Linked DNA regions of Zea mays: all the other regions are linked to region 1. The links are chromatin contacts, called in public Hi-C maps. All regions are on one chromosome and are shown on one strand. The core of a region is the stretch at or near the end of the contact, and the rest is flanking DNA. Distances in the headings are between cores, read along the strand shown. Region 1 holds the start of LOC103650550 (serine/threonine-protein kinase EDR1). Region 2 holds the start of LOC100276290 (Membrane magnesium transporter). Region 3 holds the start of LOC100282948 (ATP-citrate synthase).

Region 1 (2,705 bases), core at 114-2,613:
ACCAGAACCAGCTAAAGTCTAGGCATCCCATCTAGCATTTCCTTACTTTTACTTCGCATCGATAAGATAATATGTAACAGCACATCCTTACAGAGCTAGGGTTATATAGAGTGCCAACAATGTAACCGATTGTCATTTGCACTATCCCACTGCAACCTCTATCGCATGTTTACTGATAGATAAAAATGGCACACAAGAATTGCTTAAGATTCTAGGATTGCTATCGCAAGAGGTTCAAATAAATTTCATTTTGGTCACAACTCGTATATGTGGCCACTTACTCCATTTCAGGCACTACAATCAACATATCTAACCAGCATGACTACTGCATTTCCTCGAATGTTTGTCAATCTCCCAAGTTGCAGTCAAGCAAGTAAAAAAAGGTGAAGCGCCAGAAATCTAACCAGTATATGATCCTCCCATCGAGGTCAAGAATGTGGACGGAATGCCCCAGTGACTGCAGCACCCTGGAGTACTGCCTCTCAGGCAGCCTAGCGCTGGTGCTACCATTTCCAGCGCCCGTGGCCCGGCCCTCCCGATGCAGCGGCGATGAGTGCGGGAAAGACGCCGACCCACGGGCCCACGCACGCTGCCCGCCCTCAAATCCCCCGGACAGCAGCCTACCTGGTGGCCCCGCCTTCGCCTTGGTCGGCGGTGGCACCGGCGCGCCGCGCCGCGGCGAGACGGATTGCGAGCGCCGCCGCTCCACGGCGCCGGGTATCAGCTTGGACATCTCCTGCTTGAGCTGCGCCTGCCCAACCTCCAGCTCCCGGATCTTCTTCAGGAGTTCCTCCCCGCTGGAGTCCATCCCCGCCGCGGCAGTGGGTGGCTTCCTCGAAACCACCGAGGCCACCTCGTCCTCAAACCACCGGCTTCACCGACTTCCACGAGCGCCCTACAGCTGATGGCGCCGCCGCCGCGTCCCCTTTCGCCTCCTCAGGGGCGGCTCCGACGAGCTCGAAAGGCCGCTCCTTTATCCGCTCCCAAGGCAGATTCGACGCAAACGGAGCAAAAGCTCCGAGCTTCCGGTTCTCTGAGATCTCCAGCAGCGATTTCCCGTACAGAAACCGGTTGAATCGATGAAAAATACGATCTTTTCTGGGGAGCGGTTCTTGACCTGTGCGTGGAAGGGGAGCAAATTGCTGTGGAATCTGTCTCTCTCACAAGTCACACACACGCATGACGCATCCGGATGGAGATTGAATGAATAAAATAAACACAAGTAATAATAATTGGTAGAATAAATGATAGAGAGAGAAAAAAGTTATGTCATATAGAATATGGAGGGAAGTGAGACTGTCTCCACGTATTGTAATACTGTTTGTTCAGTTAAGTTTAAAACGAAAAAATTAAATAGTAGATGAAATATGAGATCCGGTGAAAATAGCATGAGGTGTTCTTTATAATGTTCCCTAGTGATTGGTGAACTTGGTGATAAAAAAATTGCTGAGGCTGTTTGCCAGGTTGCTATAGTGGCATTTTACATCTAGTCTTAGTTTTTGTTTGATATTTGGAGCCTTGCCAACATATTTTGTACCCATTTTTCGATTTCTTTTCTATATTTTCTTGGGTGTTGTGTTGATCCACACAGGCGTTGTCCCTGTTCCTATCTACCTACCTTATTGCCAGTGCCAACAGGCGCTATCTCTGTTCCTAGTCACCTCCCTTGCTATGTATCGTAACGAGGGAAAATATTAGCAACTAGTGAATTGGTATTGGTTGGTGTATTACTACACATCAAAGACGTTTTATGCCACTCTGGAATAAAAGAATATTTCCCGAATTTTGTGTGTTTTTCTATGTTTTTAAACTAATTTCTGTGAAGAAAATTATGTGTTCCAAAGGAGCTCTTATTATCACCTACTGTTGCTACAATTTTAGGATGGATTTATGGTTAGTTCTTGGCTTTTAACCGTCTAGATCTATATGACTATGTGTTGCAAGTTTGGAGTTCCTTTTTGGTGGGCATTTATATGGTTTGCTTTTCTTGTTGTAGGTCCTTTGTGGGTGCCAATTGATTAGCACTCAACTGTCTGGAAGTGTATGCTTGCATGCCATAAATTTTGGTCAACTTTTTCTTCCCTTGTGTTTGTTGCTAGTGTGACCTTTTTCATGTGGTGTATATACTTCTCAACAGAACATCTAGCCATGCCCATATCTAACTCTACCTACCAATAATCAAGCAAGATGTAAAAGACAAAGGAGATGTGGTAAAGCTCTGACTAATCTCTTTTTCACGCCCTGGCTTGATTTTAATGCTTAATCGGATACTAGACTGCAGTACACCACAAAAGTATGGAGAGAAAAAGAACACGAAGAAAGAAAGAAAGAAAGAAAGAAAAGAGAAGGATAGAAAAAAAAAACACTACAGTAGTTAGTACTTAGTAACCCCTGTGCCTTTCTCCAAACAAAGCTTTCTGCCATGTTCGTGTTTACGCCTTAAATTGGACCAAAGTTTGCAGGTCCTGATTATAGTTTCAATCGATGGATTTTTCTCAGAAACACCAACTGGTTGTACAACTTTATTTTTTATCGGTGTTAAGCATGAGAAATAATGTTGTGGCCTTGCACACCGAAATAACCTGGAATTCCATAGATAATCATGAGCGGGTTTTTACTCACGAGTCATATATAGAGATAGACTAGTACTGATATTTTCTGTTGACGATTTTTAGACGGAAAAGAACTCCCAAAGTAGCCAATCC
Region 2 (2,986 bases), core at 216-2,715, 260 kb before region 1:
GCCACCTTCACCTCCACTGCTGCACACTTTTGCACAGGCAAGCCCATTTTATCCACTAAGTTTTGACTGACAAAACTCAGAGAACTGCAAGAGTCTATCAGAACTACCAACATCTGGTTATGCACAAAACCTTGCACCCTCATACATCCATCACTTTCCATTCCACTGATAGCATTTAGAGACAGTTTATACAATTCTTCAACCTCCTTGTCTTCAGACTCTAGATGCTCCAACACAGGATCAGTCAACACCATGCCCATGTCTTCCACGGTTAAGGCATGCAACTGAGTCACCACCCTCTTAGGACACTTCCCTTGGTGACCTGGCTCAAACTTTTCACCACAAGTGAAACAAATTCCATTAGCTCTTCTAAACTCCCTGAGTTGCCTCTCCTTTGTTAGATCACCCAGAATAAATCCTCCCTTATTGTTAGTCTTCAGATTACTGCCCACAGCCTTATTAGCAGTAATACTCCTCTGCATCTTCAACATATTCTTCTCTAATATCTCCTGCTGCATATGAGCTAAAATAACTGCTCTATCCATAGATTGTGGCAGATGACACATTACACCCCTTGTAATTCCGTCTTCAGTCCCTTCACAAACTGATTAACAAAAAAATCTCATCCATCCCCGGGTTGTGAACAGCAGTGGCATACCTTGCTTCTTCAAACTCTTGAGCGTACTCTTCAACTCCATTCTTCTGATACAGGTTCAGAAGATGTCTCATGGCCTTGGGATATTCTTCCACTCCAAATTTGGCCCAAACAGCTCTGCCAAACTGCATCCAGTTTCCCAGTCCCTGCCTCATCTTGTACACTTGAAGCCACCTCGCTGCATTCCCCTCCATGTGCATGGATGCTGATATTGCCCACAAATCTTCAGGAACCTGATAAATGGTGAAGTATTCTTGGCACTTGGCTAACCATATTCCAGGTTCCTTCCCTTGAAATCTGGGAAACAAATATTTAGGCAGAGATGGATGTCCTCGCCCTCCCATCACCTGATCTTCTTCTTCTCTTACTCTCTCCTGTTGTGGTTCTCTTCTTCTTCGGTTTGGATTACCTTGATCAGCACCCTCCCTTGATGATCCATCACCATCGCCCTCCAAGTCCTTTGCCATCATCTCCAAACGCAACTGCGCCACCACCTTGCCCGTCTCCTCCATCTGCCTTGCCAATATAGTACGCTCATCTTCTGCCTTCCTTGCCACCGTAGCTGAGAGCTCGGCTTGTCCTTCCAGCCGATGCTGTCCAGCTTCCACCGTATCCAACTTCTTCACCACTCGATCCATCATCTTCATCATCTGTTCCGACTTCTCCTCTCCCTTCTGCTCCACAGTCGCCATAGCCTCCAGCACGAGACGCGTCTGGACAGACGGTTTCACCATCGGCGCCGTCTTGTCAGCTCCGGAGTCGACCGTCCTCTGATACCAAATTGTCATGACCCGTGGCCTAGGGTTCGCCAAACCCTAGACGTGAGCCACGATAGCAGGAACCGACAGCTTCCCTGGTAAGCTTCGGTGGAGAGGAAGAAGAAGTAGACAAGTTTGTGGCTAATCTTTTCTTATTCAATTCATGATCTCTGACAGTTTATTAGTACATGTATTTATAAGCCATTAGATAAGCCAGATTACAATTTAAAAAAAGCCACACAATGACCCAGATTAACTCTAATGCTTCTAGAACCACGTAGATCTACAGATCTACACTCACCTCTGCTTCGGTCGTTACACGCGTGCTCGTCAGGAGTTCAGGCGCGGCGAGCAGGGGGGCGGGGGAGAAGCAGCCGGACTCGTTAGCCCAGTCGGCAGTCGCCATGGGCATCGGCTACGTAGTGGGCGTCCTCGGCGGCGCCATCCTCGCCCACGCCGCCTACGCCACCATCCAGTGTACGCTCCATCCTTGTCCCATCCCGTCGCCGCGCTCTCACCAAATTTCGCCGTGGATCTCCGTTTCCCGAGGGCGCCTTTGATTTGCCGTCTTGACTCTGGGTTGCCGTTCCGTCGTGGGTTCTCGGTCCTTCGGAACCCGATGTGCTCTCGGATCGATCCCGCCGTTGAGCCTTTAGTGAAGTGAGGCGAGGTTTAGATCTAGTTCACGAGCTTCTGTGATCCTGGGCTCTCTTCACCGACCGGGTTCGACGGCTGCGTGGTTGGCTCAGCAGTGCACCCGTAGGATACTATGATTGATGCTCTTTTCAGCGCCAGCGAGATTCCTGGACAATTCGTCGAACTAGGTGCTGTTGTTAGGTGGTTTGGCTTGACGGTTTTGATGGGTTTTTTTACAGACCGCGCGGTGCTCAAGATCACGGAGGAGGAGTTCTCGCGGCCGCCCATGGATGTACGTATTATCAACACCGGACATCTTTTTTTTTGTTTTATTTCTAGTTTCCATATTTGCAGCTCGGACTGGTAATTTTGCAGAGGGCTGAATTATGCAGTGATATGATTTGAGAAGTTTGTCATTACCTATAGTATGTCCAAAGAATTTTGGTGTGCAACTAAAACATAACATGTGGTACTCTGATATGTATGAGTTTGAGGTGTATATATGTATATGTATATGCATATATCCTTCTGTACTGTCTTCTGTGCCAACTATCTCTACTATATAAAGCACCTGTCCCACGGGCTAAAATTGTGCACAAGTGGAAGTGGGGTTTAAACCTTGGTTTTTAGCTCCACATTCACACCCACTTAACCAACAAAATACATATATTTTTGTGTTTTTATTAAAATAAAGTCTACCTATATGATATATAGAAACCGTAGCAATACACGGGCATTTGACTAGTTTTGTTTTAGTTAGCTGTTCTGGTTTTATCAATCAGACATCTTTCTACTGTGCCAAAAGGTCCTATGTTTGATGCAGCCTCTCTACAAAATATAGGGAGATGACTTGTCTTAGTTATTCCTTATCCGGACCCCATTCATCTAGGAGCCACCAGCACTAGGTCTTATCTTTTTTTTATCAACCAAACAAGGG
Region 3 (2,801 bases), core at 250-2,749, 280 kb before region 1:
TGTTTATGGACAAGAAGCTATTTTACATGTGGAGATAAGCCTAAATGTTATCAGTGCCAGACAGAATGACCTAACTGTCAAGGATTATTATAATTTGATTATGGACAATATTGATGAACTAACCGACAAAGATTGGTGGCTCTAGGAGAGACCGAGAAAGACAAGATTATGGTTGCCAAAACTTACAACAAGAAGGTCAAAACTAAATCATTCTAGGTTAGAGACCTGGTGTGGAAGACCGTCTTGCCACTAAGAAGCAAGGACCGAAAATTTGGCAAATGGTCATCAAGTTGGGAAGGCCCTTACATAATCACACAAGTAATCGTTGGTAATGCCTACATGTTACAAACTTTGCAAGGTGAGGACCTACCCAAGATGCTGAATGGTCGTTTCTTGAAGCAATATCATCCTAGTATGTGACAAAATGCTTAGATAAACTGATATTGAAATATCAAGTTGGGTCCAAACTGCACAAGTGCTTTTGGTTCGCTCAACTTTCCCAAAAGGAAGGAGGCATGTGTTGAGCACCATTTGTGGCACTGAGCATGCTCGGACGGTCCGACCAAGAGGTCAGGACTGTCAGGCCTGCGGAATGGTTCGCCCATAGGCACGGACAGTCCGCGATAGGATTAGATCAGGCAGTTGAAATCCTTTTCTCCGCGTGTGTTTATCCCTCTAAACTCGCGGGAGTTGTTGGAGAATGCCTAGGAACGGGTCCAGACCTCGCCCTTATATATTTGAAGGGGTATGACCGATTAAAACACCCATCAATCAAACCAGTCAACCCGTTTTTCAATTCCTCTACTTTCTTGCCCTAGGAGTAGCGAGGAACGTATCGTTCTTTGTATCAATCTTCACTTCTCTTCGACTCTACGTTGTCTAGAGGCGTCTTGAGTGGCCTACCGATTCCAAGAAAAACCCTAGGATCTCTCCTCTCTGACGGATCCCTCCGAGGGGCGAGGTCCAGGTGCCGTTGGCGAACGCTGCCAGCCCTACGCACATGCGGACCTTCCGGCCATTAGGCGCGGACCGTCTGGCTCGGCGCGGAGAACATCGTTCCTTCTGTCAGATCGCGGACCGTCCGTGCCACCGCATTAAGGCCGCCAAGTGGAACAGCTCAAAAATGATTGGAGCCCATATCGACACTAACAGTGAGGCTCTAGCTCCCGCCAAAGAATTCTAGCTCTCTTAATCCTCTCCAATATTCTTGCTCCAAACAATCTTTAGTTTATCTCCAGTAGATCTCTTATTTCATCTTATATCTTATCCTTTATTTTAAACATTTTACGTCCACTATTTTACATACTCTAAAGGGTTTCTACCGTAACATTAACCAAACAAAAGTAGAGGGGCACGGAGACTGTGCTAGCAATCTAGCATGTCACACCACTCGCCGCACCAACCCAACCTGATCCCATCCGCCTCCACCAAACCAAACCGCCCGAGGGGGCCACCCAACCAGTGACCGATAGAAACCAACAACCACCACGGCGCATCGCGGTCGCGGCTGCCCGCCGCTTTTCCCTTCTTCCGTTGCGGCCTCGCTATAAAAACCGTCCGTCCAGTCCGCGCCGCGGCCGCGCACGGCGAACCCGAATCCCGAGCACAGGCCGCCGCTCGCTCGCTCGCTGCAGCTACGCACGCACGCGCCTGCTCCTCCCCTTAGCTTCCACAAGGCTCGACTCGGCCGGCGGCGATGGCGCGGAAGAAGATCCGGGAGTACGACTCCAAGCGCCTCCTCCGGGAGCACCTCAAGCGCCTCGCCGGCATCGACCTCCAGATCCTCTCCGCGCAGGTCGGCCACTCACTCCCCAGTCCTCTCTTTCCCCTGCTCCTCGCTCTCCTGCGGTGCGGTGCGGTTCGTGCGCATCGGATCGCCTTGTCGTCTGTGGGTCGGGTGGGGGGGGGATCGGGCCGCTAGGCGTGTGTGTGTGGATCTCGGCGGTGCCGGCCCCGGATCCTGCCCCTGCCCCTGACTCTTCTGGGGCTGCGCGTTCACCGTAGGAACAGGATCGGGGTCCGCAGTCAGCTCGCTCTCTTAGGATTCCGGGGCCAGGCTTCGAAGCCTGGGCGTTTGCGGTAGAGGCGGTTCGTTGGGCTGATCATTTCGTTATTAGTAGGTGAACTGGAGGTTGGAATGCTCAGCACGTCTTCCTTTTGTTATGGAGGTATAAGAAATGTTTAATAATTGGGTTGCTAAAATGGGTTTCCAGGGTCTATTAATGTTGTGGTCATTGAAATCTCAACCTCCATAAAAACCAGAAATTTCTTAAGTATCAGTATCTCATAGTTTGGTTTAAGTAGTTTGGTTGAAAGGAATTTTACTCTGAATCTTTGATAAACAGGGCGTGTGTCAGAAACAACATCATCTAGGCAACGCCAAAAGTTTGTCTTCGTTTTTTAGTTGCCATTCACCGATAGGAACAAAGAGTTCACTTTATTCGTGTTCTCTTAGAAAGTACACTTGTTTAGGCCTTGTTCATTTGTGCCGGATTGCACCCGGAATCGTTCCAGCTAATCAAAGTTTATATAAATTAGAGAATCAATCCGGTTAGGAATCGTTCCGACCCACCAATCCGTAACAACCGAACGGCGCCTTAGTGTTTTGTGTTTGCTAGGTTTATTGGTTGTAGAAACACAGATCGAGTTTGGTTACTCCCTAGTGAGTTGCTTCTTTCATTATATTTATGTTTCTTTCATTCACTATAGCATCCCTGATTTTTGCCATTACAAAGATTGTCTCGTTGATTATGATTGCCACTAAGTCTATGAATTGTGGGTCCATCTGAGTCTATGCAATG

The links. Hi-C and Micro-C count contacts between places; a contact is called where the count stands out from the background.
Region 2: a Hi-C map of leaf shows a contact between it and region 1, with 5 times the contacts expected there. The contact joins the promoter of LOC100276290 here to the promoter of LOC103650550 in region 1. A contact is called at or near these places in 2 of 25 Hi-C or Micro-C datasets (ear and leaf).
Region 3: a contact with region 1 is called in a Hi-C map of leaf, with 9 times the contacts expected there. The contact joins the promoter of LOC100282948 here to the promoter of LOC103650550 in region 1. A contact is called at or near these places in 2 of 25 Hi-C or Micro-C datasets (ear and leaf).

What each region holds. Positions count from the first base shown.
Region 1 is chr3:130,305,691-130,308,395 of Zm-B73-REFERENCE-NAM-5.0, forward strand. LOC103650550 (serine/threonine-protein kinase EDR1) reads right to left here and starts at 1,364. Exons shown (of 13, transcript XM_008676128.2): 1 at 405-1,364. The coding sequence starts at 808.
Region 2 is chr3:130,044,343-130,047,328 of Zm-B73-REFERENCE-NAM-5.0, forward strand. LOC100276290 (Membrane magnesium transporter) reads left to right here and starts at 1,466. Exons shown (of 5, transcript NM_001405985.1): 1 at 1,466-1,511; 2 at 1,748-1,890; 3 at 2,289-2,341. The coding sequence starts at 1,818.
Region 3 is chr3:130,027,675-130,030,475 of Zm-B73-REFERENCE-NAM-5.0, forward strand. LOC100282948 (ATP-citrate synthase) reads left to right here and starts at 1,500. Exons shown (of 11, transcript NM_001155853.1): 1 at 1,500-1,795. The coding sequence starts at 1,697.